Linked DNA regions of Sus scrofa: regions 1 and 3 are each linked to region 2. Evidence: chromatin contacts called from public Hi-C and promoter capture Hi-C data. All regions are on one chromosome and are shown on one strand. Each heading gives the region's core, a stretch centred on a gene start, on an enhancer-like site or on the middle of the called end of the contact. The rest is flanking DNA. Distances are from core to core; before and after follow the strand shown.

Region 1 (3,635 bases), core at 803-3,302, 240 kb before region 2:
ATTGGTCCATCTCGGGGTGAGAACAGAAGTGGAGGAGGCATTTTTTCAACCTCTACCAACTGCAGGGCTGGACTGAGCCACCCTTTCTGAGCTCTGCCAGGAAGACACTAGCTGAACTCGATGAGAGCTGCAGAGGCCCTCCACCAGTAAACCCATGCCAGGGAGGTTGAACACCTTGCCCAATGTCACACAGCAGATCAGTGCAAAGTGTGGGCCCGAATCAGGGTATGTTAATCCTCCTTCCACCTCCTCAAGCCGCCTCCCCATGACCCCCTGCCCCACAGTCTCCACTATCTTAGGCAAAGTTGGATGGGGCTGGGCGTGAGTGCGAGAAGCAGAGTTATTTCAGGCCTCAGGAGGGCTGGGTGCTGTTTTGGAGTCCAGCCAGGGGGTGGGGGTGACTGGAGGCGGGTGTTGTAGTGTAATGTGGGGGTGCACTGTGCTCGCCTTCTTGTCAGGCAGTAATTACTCAGACTGCTGAGTAACTCCGGCAGGGAGACCCCCACAGACAGATGGAGGTGTTCTTGGCAACCCCCATGTCCTGCACTGCAAGGTCTTGAGGGCACATGCTTATTTCCTAATGGGGGTCAGGGCAACTCATTCAGAACAGAGGCTGTGGGGCAATGTTATGAGGATGGGGGCCTTCTATCATTAACAGGCTCCACCTCTGCCTAGGGAAAGGCCCTAAGGGGTTCGGGGCCTGCTAAGGAGAAGCCGCTACTCTGCTGGAGCCAATCTTTCCCTCTTGGAACACACAGCTGCAGCCAGAGCGACAACTGTCCACAGGCTGGGCCTTAGGGTCCTGAATGGGGAGAGACTCGACTCAGATTGTTCCTGGAATTGAGATCCTGCACCCTGGTCCAGAGAACCTGGAGGAAATGGGAAAGTCCAGGCTGGACTCTTGTCAAGGTGACAGGGTGTTCCTTGGACCCATGTTGGCTACATTCCTGTCCAAAGCTGTGATTGTCCTAAGAGCATCAGTTGGTGGTCTGAGAGGCAGAGCACTGACCCCTTCTGGTCCTCCCCTTGGCTGCTCATTCCCAGCCTGCTCAGCCAGCCCTCCTCTCTGGGCAGCCTCCCAGGCAGGGCCTGTCCCTGGCTGCTTGTTTTTCACTTCTCCCTGCACCTTAATTAGGAGTTTCCAAGCAGGGAGGGCCTCCAGGGGAGCCTGAGGCCAGAGAGCTGCCTTAAAGGGCCAGATGTGCTCACACAGAGCAGAGAAAAAGATGGTGTGCCAGAGGGCTGGGTGGGCAAACAGCCCTGGGGGAACCTTGCTCTAGGGGGCAGACCTTGCTGCAAGCCAGTCCTGCAGGTACCCTGCTCCTCCAAAGGCCAAGTCTGTCTCGCTGGCTGTTCTGACTTCTCTTTGGGATCCCAGGAGCTCAGGCCCCTGATCAGGAGAAAGGCTACCAAGGCCTGAGAGGCAGCCTAGGCAGGGCAAACACTGGCCAGAATCTGGAAGGTTTAGGCAGTTGAGACCTTGGACTTCTGAACCCTCCCGGGAAAGCACCCTCAGGCCGGGGCGGGGGGTCTTACCCTGGTAGCAGTTTTTCACACGTGAACCTTTCACTCTGTGGGTTCTAAGGTGTAAGGAGCACCCCGGCGCTCCGGAAATCGGCACCAAGCTTCAACTTGGAACTGGCCCGGTGGCCGGTGAGTTCTGTCCTGTCCAGTCAGTGGGGTCCTCAGAGGCTGGGAATGCGCCCCTACCCACCGCCACCAGGGCCCATAACCGAGGAGACACGGAGGAGAGCTGAAGGAAGACCTGGTGGTATCCCCATTCACAAGACTCTGTCCGCAGAACTGGGCCAAAAAGTTGGCAAATAGAGGGGCACCATTCCGGGAGAGCCAGTTTCGGGCTGCCGGGAAGGAAGGGGAGGTGGGACAGAGTCGCCGAGAGCACGCAACAGCGGTGGTCGGGGACCACTAGGGGCTCCGGAGAGTCACGACCTTCGGAGCTGAGGCAGGGGCCCACTCTAGCCACGCCCCTATCTTTCTCCTTCACGGTCCCCGCCTCCCAAATCCCCGCCCGTCGCTGGCCGATCGGCGATCGATCGCGCTTGTCTGCGCTCTCAGCGTTCTTCTAGTGCTGTCTTTCTGGTCCCAACGTGGGCCAGGTGATGATGGCGGCGCTAGTTGCGGCCGAGGCCACAGAGCCCCGCGGCCGAAACGGCCCGGGCAGAGGTGGGTACTACACGGGTGCGGCCTCTGGACCTCGCATCTTGGCATAGGGTCCCCAAGTCAGGGACAGGACCAGCCCCCTTTAACGGCAGCGGCGCCTTTCTGCGCCAGACTCAGAAGGCCTCGCGGTCACTTCCTTCGGGCTGCTGTCGCTGGAGCCCAGGGGGACCGGCCCTTCTTTTGTAGCCGTAAGGCATGGTCAGGAGCAGCCCCTCCTAGGAGCTCGTAGTCCTCAAGCCGTAAACGCTGCCTCCCTGCCTTGGCGGGCAGACAGACGCTTGTAGACTCACGGATAGGACGGACCTGACAGGGAGGGAGGGAGCCAGGCATTCCCCTAGCGTGCCCTCGGAGAATGCTTCAGGGAAGAGGCGCAAGGTTTCATTCACCCGACCCTTGCAGCTGGCCTGTGCTAGGTGTATGGACTTGACTGCAGCCCTACCCTCAGGGATCTCTCGCAGTCTACGGAAGAATACTAACGTAAGCAGAAGGTTACAGCCAAGTGATAAAGGAGGAGGCGCCTACTGGCCCTTGGGACGAATTGAGCTGCTAGAATTAGCAGCTCCCACACCCCAGCAACACAAGGGACTTGAGCCTGTCAGAGGAGCTTCTGTGAGGGGCAGGAGTAGAGACACCGGCCCTTTGAGACAACTGAACAAAAATCATAGCAGTGGTAACCTTTAAATCTGGACTTAGAGTTCTAGCCTGCCATTCTAGTTCTCCACTGAACCATCACTACCACCACCCTTGCACCCACCCACCCCAGCCCCGGGCTGAAGTGTCAGGTCTGGCAGAATCCCTGGCAGAAGTTTAGGCATATAGTGCAGGCTCAATAAATAATTCGCTGAGGAGTTCCGTCGTGGTGCAGTGGTTAACGAATCCGACTAGGAACCATGAGGTTGCGGGTTCGAGCCCTGCCCTTGTTCAGTGGGTTAAGGATCCGGCGTTGCCGTGAGCTGTGGTGTAGTTCGAAGACAGGGCTTGGAGCCCGCGTTGCTGTGGCTGTGGCGTAGGACGGCGGCTGTAGTTCCGATTAGACCTCTAGCCTGGGAACCTCTATATGCCGCGGTTGCGGCCCTAGAAAAGGCAAAAAGACAAAATAAATAAATAAATAATAATAATAATAATAATAATTCGCTGAATAAATTCATTTCTCGCCTTGTCACATTCTAGAGCTGTCTGGTGCCTAAAGAGAGAACTGGGGATTGGGCTAAACTGAATTATGGGTAGTAGGATGCTGATTGAGGGCTGCAGCCTTGCTAAAGGTCTACAGTGTTTTTTTCTTTAATCAACGGATTGTCATTGTTTGGGTACCTGCATTTGTTCCCACTAGACTACTAGCCACTAATGGGCTGTCCTTTCCTGTTTGCCCATAGTTCTGACTAGCGTATATTCTCTCCATCTTTACTGGGGTGGGAGGTGGAGTAGAACCTTGGGACTTGGGGACTTATGTCAGT
Region 2 (4,009 bases), core at 19-2,518:
AAACTCTGAAATTTAAGATACTGCTTCAGTATTTGCATAAGTTCAAAGGACTGCTTCATCCAGTATGAATAATAAAGGTAAAGCAGTCTAAGTCCAGAATAGCTCATGCTCAGCAGCCTTAGTAATAACTTAAGGGAAGGGGGAGACTGGGGAGAAGAGCCACTACGTCTTTCCAGAGCTGAGGGAGAAAACAACCTGAATAATCCAATTCAGATGACCAATGAAAACCAATTTCACAGACTTCTGCCACAAGCCGGCAGAAGCATATCTACCAGGCTACTAACTCCACTACCGAACCAAGGAGAGATGAGACACTAATATCTTCCTTGGAGCTTTCGTGGTGTTGATGCAGACGTCTAACTTGCACGCTGAACATTCTCTTTGCCCCCACACATGCCAAGGCCACACCAGCGTAGAGTCAGCTCTCTGAGGTGCTGGACCCCTCCCGTGCCGCAGCCTTCAGACGCCTGCCTTGAGGGGAAAAAGTTCAGCAAGGAAGTCCCAAGCTGTTAAACCTTTCTCCTCGACGTCGCCAGCTCCTTCTCTCCAACGCTAAAGGGCAGGCCTGGGGAAGATTCCTCGGGGAACCATAGTCCCCCGAGGGCCGCCACCAGACCCCGGCCCCACTCCTTTCCGCGTCCCCTGACGGCTGCGAATCCGCGGGCTGCTGTGAGAGGGCTGGGGCAACGGAGAACAGTCACCTTCGCCGAGAGAAAGGGGCGGAGGCAGAAATTCGGGCTGGGCTCTCCCGGAGGGGCCGAAGCTGGCAGAGCCCGACCCCACACCGGCTCTCCGGCAGGTAGAGCGGGGAGGGACCGCCCTCGGCCCCCGCCCCCACTGTTGGGGGAAGGGGCGGGGGCTCCGGAGCACCGCGAACTGAGCGGGGAGGAGGAGAGGGAGGCGGGGCGGGCAGGCCCGGCCCAGGAGCTGGGCGGTGCGACTCACCTCTGCTCCCGGCCTGCGGAGCCAGAGTAGCCAGGATCCCTCGCAGCTCCGACGCGGAGATCCGGACACGCTCCAACCCCTCCGCCATCTTCGCGGGGGCTGCTACAGCTGCAGCTACTCCACCAGCGCCGCGCGCAGCCAGGAAACCACGACGGACGGGCGGCGCGCGCGCTCACCCACCTCCCACCCTTTTCCCCGCCCCCTCCCGCTCTCCTCCCCAAACGACGGTGGCCGCACAGGGAGGAAAAAGCGGCGGTCGCACGTTCGGTCGCTCCAGCGGGGGAGAGCCAGGCGGCGAGCCGGGGCTGGGCAGGCAGGCGCCGCGCGTGCGCAGAGGTGTGGCCGGGGAAGGTGCGCTGAGGCGATTTGGAGGCGCAGCGCCCGGGAGTTGAGGTGAGGTCGGGCTGAGCCGAGCCAGGCGAGGTGAGGCGGGCGTTCGCGGCGATGGTTGCTTTTGCTGCCGTGGTGGCTTTCGAGGATGCGGGTGCTGGTCTGGGGCTCGGGTTGACGGAGTCACTCCTTTCTGCCTTTTCCAGGCGCCTTAGGCCAGGGTCTCCCTCCGCAGGCCCTGACTAGTGCCCCAGGCTTTTACGTGGGGACCTTGAAGATCTCATAGGGCAGTTAGTATTATGTCCATTTTATTAATAAAGACGAGGAAACCGAATCGCAGAGAACGGTGGCAAATTGCCCAGGATGACACAATCGATAACCACCAGAGGTTCAGTCTTTTCCGTTATGGAAGTCTGCATTCCAAGCTTCCTGATTTTTTTTTTTTTTAATACAGTATAGCTGGCTCTTGCTGAGGGAAGGGTTGTGTGGAAATAAATCAGGAGGTGTTATGAGTCGATTTAGAAATTTCTATATCACTATGGGTTCTTGAAAATTCTCCTTGACTTTCCCAGATCTCAGATTGATTTTTTTCCCCCTCTTTAAAATGTAACCGGATGTGAAGACTTATACTTTACCTGTTTGTTCATGAGCTCCTGTTCAGAACTGTGGTGAAACTCTCTTCTCCTGCAAGGTGTTTCTGTACCTCTTGTTCCTTCCCTATCCCACACAGTCCCCTCTACACTAGCAAAGAAGTTACCAGTTATTCCTTAGACTTGGCCTAAAAGATTTAAACAATCTCTGACAACTCATTCAGTTCCTAAGCCGTGGCAGATGCTTCACCTCCACAAAATTACACAGTTGGAGAAAGTCATTAGATTTCAAAAGAAGGGAGTGACTTGAATGGTCAGAGCAAATGACAATCATTAAAACAGATACAAGAGAAATGAGAAAAAAATGCTCAAACCTAATTCGTTTTCATGGTGAAATTGGAAAAGACATTGCATCAGTTTTTCTCTAAAGAAGGAAAAATAATCTGAACAAAACTTTCATAGGAAAAACACACTTGCCAGATTAATGCAGTAGTGTCAGTGAACTGCAAATGGAATTTCCCAGAAGTTAGGCCAACTCAAGAAAATTTACCAGAGGCGTTCCCGTCATGGCTCAGTGGTTAACGAACCTGACTAGTATCCATGAGGACATAGGTTCCATCCCTGGCCTTGCTCAGTGGGTTAAGGATCTGGCATTGCCATGAGCTGTGGTGTAGGTTGTAAACGTGGTTCAGATCCTGCGTGGCCCTCAAAAGACAAAAGACAAAAAAAAAAAAAAAGGCTATGAGAGATAAAGATAGGAGATAGGAAGAATGGATCCAGAAAACTAAATCAAATATGAGTTCCGGAGGTGATAACAGAACTAAGGAGGTAAAATAATCAAAGAAATAATAGAATGGAGTTCCCTTGTGGTGCAGCAGATTAAGGACCCATGTTGTCACTGCAATGGCTTGGGTCACTGCTGTGGCATGGGTTCAGTCCCTGGCCTGGGAACTTTCACATGCCATGGGCATGGCCAAAAAAACAAAGGAAATAATACATAAAGGAGGTCCCGTTGTAGCTCAGTGGAAACAAATCTGACTAGTATCCATGAGAATGCAGGTTCGATCCCTGGCCTTGCTCAGTGGGTTAAGGATCCGGTGTTGCCATGAGCTGTGGTGTATGTCGCAGACGCGGTTCCAGTCCTGCATTGCTGTGGTGAAGGCCGGCAGTTGCAGCTCCAATTCAGCCCCTAGTCTGGGAGGCTCCATATGCTGAAAGTTCAGCCCTAAAAAGCAAAGGAAAAAAAAAAAAAAAAAAAGAATGAAATAATAGAAAAAATTTTTCAGGAGTTCCCATAGTGGCTCAGCCGGTTAGGCGTCCGACTAGTATCCATGAGGATGCAGGTTCAATTCCTGACCTCGATCAGTAGGTTAAGGATCCGGCATTGCTGTGAGCTGTGGTGTAGGTCACAGACACAGCTTGTATCCTGAGTTTCTGTGGCTGTGGTGTAAACTGGTAACTGCAGCTCCAGTTCAACCCCTAGCCTGGGAACTTCATTTGCCATTGGTGCAGTCCTAAATTGAAGAAAAAAAAGTACTAAATTGATAGAATATTTGAATTTAAGACTTAAATTCAACCCTCAGTTTTAAAGGGTTCATGAAATACCAAGTCAAAATAAAAGACAACCATATTTAGACCTGTACCACAATGAAGGCTGAGTTTAAAGAATTAAAATATGTGCCAATATACTCAAAATATATTGTTAATCTTTTTTTTAAAGACTGTTGCAGAATAAAATATAAGGTATGGTTTTGTCTGAGGGCAGCAAAAACATTTTTTGCAGCATATATACATCAAAAAAAGTTAAATGGTTTTCTTTGGGAAGAGAGTAGATTTAACAGTTAATGTTTTAAACTCTTACTGTGGGGATTTGTTTACATATTATGTGGGTAATCCAAAAAACAACAAAGTAAATGTGGATAATTGAAGAGGGGGGAATTCAGTGTCTAAGAACAGATATTGTTCAGGTCACGTTTGCACAAAGTAGTAAAATTAAAAATGAATAACTACAAATTAAAAAATTCTAGCACTTGGAAATTATTTTTAAAAATCAAATTTAAAATAACTCAGGGGGAGCTACCATTGTGGCCCTGTGCTTTAAGAACCTGACCGGTATCCATGAGGATGCAGGTTTGATCCCTAGC
Region 3 (3,564 bases), core at 801-3,300, 220 kb before region 2:
TCCATTTTTCACTTCCATCCTTTGTCCAGCTGCTTCTCTTCTCCAGTAATGCCTTCCTGCTGGGGAGAGAACTTCTATTCATCCACAGAAGCCCAGATCTAAGAGCACTTCTCAGGCACCTTCCTGCCTCCCAGCAGTTCTCCATACACTTTCCACCTCAGTGCATAGCACATCCCTCCGGCAAAATGTCTAGGTCCGGAGTTCCCATTGTGGCTCATCCGAAACGAATTTGACTAGTATCCTTGAGGACGCAGGTTCCATCCCTGGCCTCACTCAGTGGGTTAAGGATCTGGTGTTGCTGTGAGCTGTGGTGTAGGCTGGCAGCTACCGCTCCAGTTGGAACCCTAGCCTGGGAAGCTCCGTATGCCGCGGGTGGGGCCCTAAAAAGACAAAAAAAAAAAAGAGAGAGATGTCGAGGTCCATCTCCCGTAGAAGCTGACAGCTCCGGAGCCCATTTTCATTCCTGGAAACTCATACTTCCTTAGGACCCCGGAGCAGGGTTGTGGGGGAGTCGGAGCAGAGGACTGGGATAAGATAGACCCAGAACAAGGAGTGGAAACAGGGTGAGGGCAGACTCAGGAAGCAGTGGGGGTCAAAATAACCTTTGGGGACCAGGAGCCGCCGCCTGGTCCCAAGGCCATGTAGTTGCCTGTATAGGAAAGGGAGCCTCTGGGGGGCGCCCGAGACCTTGGTGTCTGTCTGGGACTGCGAGCGACCGCGCGGGCGGCTCTTCAATGAATGACTCAGCCACTACCTCTGGCGGGGGCGTGGGGGCGGAGGGCAGCGCGGGGGTGCGGCGAGCGCCGTCCCCACCGCCCAGCGGTCCTGCACGGTTGCTAAGCTCTCCAAGGCCTCGGAGAGACGCGATCTGGGCGAACCTCATCGGTTACTATGGTAACTCTGCGCCCCATCTTCTCGTGCGCCGCGGCTGAGGGAGGCACAGCCAATCAAAAGCTGCAGGCTTTCTCGGAACCCACTCCCACCCTCCACGTGTGGGCGGGGGTCAGGAGGTGCGGGGAGGAGGCGGAGCGTGGGTTGAGGAGATCCACTCAGCCACGCAGGCGTTGGCTTCAGGCCTGGCGTGATGGCGGGGCGGCGCGGTACACTTCCGGAGTAGCTGTGCCACTGCCCGCTCACCAGTGCAGGGGTCCCCTCCCTCCTAGAAGGGGCGTCACCTGCAGGAAATGGGCCTTCACTTGGGGGTGCAGGACCCTGCGGGGGATCCTGGGCTCCAGGCCCTGCTGTAAGACCGTTGCGCGTACCTCAAAAATGGCTCGCACAGGGTATCTGGGAGCTTAGGTCTCTTCTGCGGGACCACCCAAGAGGCTCTGTCCAGCCGTTCCCCTGTCACACATCCTGGGGTCCCTCCAGAGATATGCAAGTTCAGCGTGCACTGTTTGGGTACCACTTCTGCCCAGGTCACAGAGGGCTCTACATGGCAGCCCCCTGAGTATGCCAGAAAGCCGGGACTTCGTAAGGGGGCAGGTGTGTATGCAAACATGAGCGCCTTCGAGTGTCAATGCCTAGAGAGGATCTGGGTGCAGATGGGTTTATTCTGTGCATACCATACCCACAGGGTTGAGTGAGGGAGGGTGTGTTGAGGGGGTGGGTGGGTACAAACGGACAGTCCCACCCAGGAATATCTAGGGGGTACCCTACTATCTTGTCTATCTTTTTCTTCCTTAGGATTTTCGGAACCTCTCTTACACCATCTACTTTCACCAGAGTCTCCTCCTTGTGGGCAAGACTTCTCTGAATTGGGGCAATTTGAGAATTTAGAAATATGTACATGGGATCATTCAGCTCAAAATCCCGAGGCTTGTGGGGCTCGCAGGTCCGAGGCTTGGGTCTCCAGATGGGCACATCTGGGAGGCTGAACCTGCGAACAGCCCCCCCCGCCCCCGCCTCCGCCAGCCCTGCATCTGCGATCCTCCAGCCCAGGTGCGCAGGAGGGAGGTCGCGGCTGTGCCGCGCCAAGTCTCGCCGCGAGGTGGCGCCATAGCTGCAGCGGCGCCTGCCGGCCCGGGCCGCTCCAGATAAGAGTGTGCGGAAAGAGCAGCGGGGCTGAGACGCGACCAGGACGCGGGGAGGACGGACCAGCAGGACAGACCGACCGGGGGCCCGGAGGGCGGAGGGCAGCGCAGCGCAGCCACGTCCCCCCTGGATCCGCCGGCAGCCGGGCCCGGGGCTTCCGACATGCCCCCCAGGTGGGTCCTCGGGCTGGGGACCGGGAGGGACAGGGGACCCGGACACGCCCGGTCCTCGCGCGCTGGCCGCCTCGGGCGCATCCTCCGGCGCGGGCGCCCCAACGCGGCTGGCGTTCAGGGCTCCGGGTGTCGCTCCTAGAGAACTCAGGACCGCCGGGACGCTACTCTGCGCCGGGTTCATGGCGGGGTCAGCGGCCCGGGCCCGGCTCTGCCCGCACATGGGTTGCAGAGGCGAGGGGAAGGGAAGGGGAGCTGGCGGGCGGGGCTGGCAGGGGCGCTGCCCTGGCACAGCGCGGCGCCTGGCAGCGGGGCGGGTGGGGCGCCGGCAAGGAGCTGCCACCGCCGCCGGGAGGGAAGCCCGGCTGGGCTGCGGCCTCAGGTAACGGGCCGCGAGGCCCTGCGGGCCAGGCGGGGAGAAGGGTCGGGCGGGCAGCGGACGGCCGGGGAGTTCTGGGCTCGGTTCAGGCCCGGCAGCGCCTGGCTCTGCCGAAATTGGGGGCCGAGAGGAAAAGCTGCGACCGAGGCACGGGGCCTGGCGCGCTCCTCCCGGCCAGCCCGAAGTTGGGAAACTTTTCCCCAAGTTTGGGGCGGCGGAGTTCCCGTGGAGAAGGGGCCGAGGGGAGCTGCGGAGGGAGGCGCCGGGCCGGCGAATGCAGAGAGGAGGCCGAGGCCAGGGCCGGGACGCGGGTGGGGCGCAGCCAGGGTCAGGGCCGCAGCCGGCTGTGCGCCGTGCCCGCCCGGGGCGCTGCCCCCTCCCTCCCCTGGGAGCTGCGTGGCTCCCCCCTCCCCCCACCTGCTTCCTGCCTCAGCCTCCTGCCCCGATATAACGCCCTCCCCGCGCCGGGCCGGCCTTCGTGCTCTGCCCGCCACGGCAGCCGCTGCCTCCGCTCCCCGCGCGCCGGCCGCCGCCCGGGGCCCAACGGAGAGGGCCTGACAGCCCCCGGCCAGGGCGGCGCCACGACGGGCACCGCGCTCCCCTCCTACGGACCACTTCCCCAACTGGGGCAACTTCTCCCGAGGCGGGAGGCGCTTTTTTACGCGGCTCCCTTATATCCCACTTGGGCAAACTTCTCGGCCTTGAATGACTTTTCCTGAAGCGGACATTTTCCTCAAATCGGGTAACTGTTTCCCAAAGGGTGACTTCGCACCAACAGCTTTCTCCTCAGAAGCCCCCAGAACCCAGGCCGTGCGCCTGGCGGCATCCGGGCCCGGGGGCGCAGGCCAGCCTGGCCTCTTCTCCACCAGCCAGTCTCGACTCCTTCTCCTGGTCCGGGCCGGCCGGCCCAGGCTCCCACTCCCAGAGGCCGCGGATCCTCCGCCAGCGCCCAGGCCGCGGTGCTCGATGCCCCTGCCCAGC

What was found. Promoter capture Hi-C pulls out the DNA fragments that hold promoters and counts their contacts. A called contact is a pair of places that touch in the nucleus more often than the background predicts.
Region 1: a contact with region 2 is called in a promoter capture Hi-C map of liver, with 3 times the contacts expected there. The contact joins the promoter of DPH1 here to the promoter of SMG6 in region 2. A contact is called at or near these places in 2 of 5 promoter capture datasets (fetal skeletal muscle and liver) and 2 of 2 datasets of contacts at active chromatin or transcription factors (alveolar macrophages and skeletal muscle).
Region 3: a contact with region 2 is called in a Hi-C map of embryonic fibroblasts, with 3 times the contacts expected there. The contact joins the promoter of HIC1 here to the promoter of SMG6 in region 2. A contact is called at or near these places in 2 of 5 promoter capture datasets (fetal skeletal muscle and liver), 3 of 47 Hi-C or Micro-C datasets (embryonic fibroblasts, mesenteric adipose tissue and subcutaneous adipose tissue) and 2 of 2 datasets of contacts at active chromatin or transcription factors (alveolar macrophages and skeletal muscle).

Annotation. Positions count from the first base shown.
Region 1 is chr12:48,144,312-48,147,946 of Sscrofa11.1, forward strand. DPH1 (2-(3-amino-3-carboxypropyl)histidine synthase subunit 1) reads left to right here and starts at 2,053. Exons shown (of 13, transcript XM_021067606.1): 1 at 2,053-2,184. The coding sequence starts at 2,121. It overlaps RTN4RL1 (reticulon-4 receptor-like 1), which reads right to left and starts at 1,998. Exons shown (of 2, transcript XM_021067605.1): 1 at 1,537-1,998.
Region 2 is chr12:48,385,728-48,389,736 of Sscrofa11.1, forward strand. SMG6 (telomerase-binding protein EST1A) reads right to left here and starts at 1,269. Exons shown (of 19, transcript XM_021067586.1): 1 at 946-1,269. The coding sequence starts at 1,033. It overlaps SRR (serine racemase), which reads left to right and starts at 1,188. Exons shown (of 9, transcript XM_021067611.1): 1 at 1,188-1,338.
Region 3 is chr12:48,165,811-48,169,374 of Sscrofa11.1, forward strand. It overlaps HIC1 (hypermethylated in cancer 1 protein), which reads left to right and starts at 2,051. Exons shown (of 2, transcript XM_005669112.3): 1 at 2,051-2,207.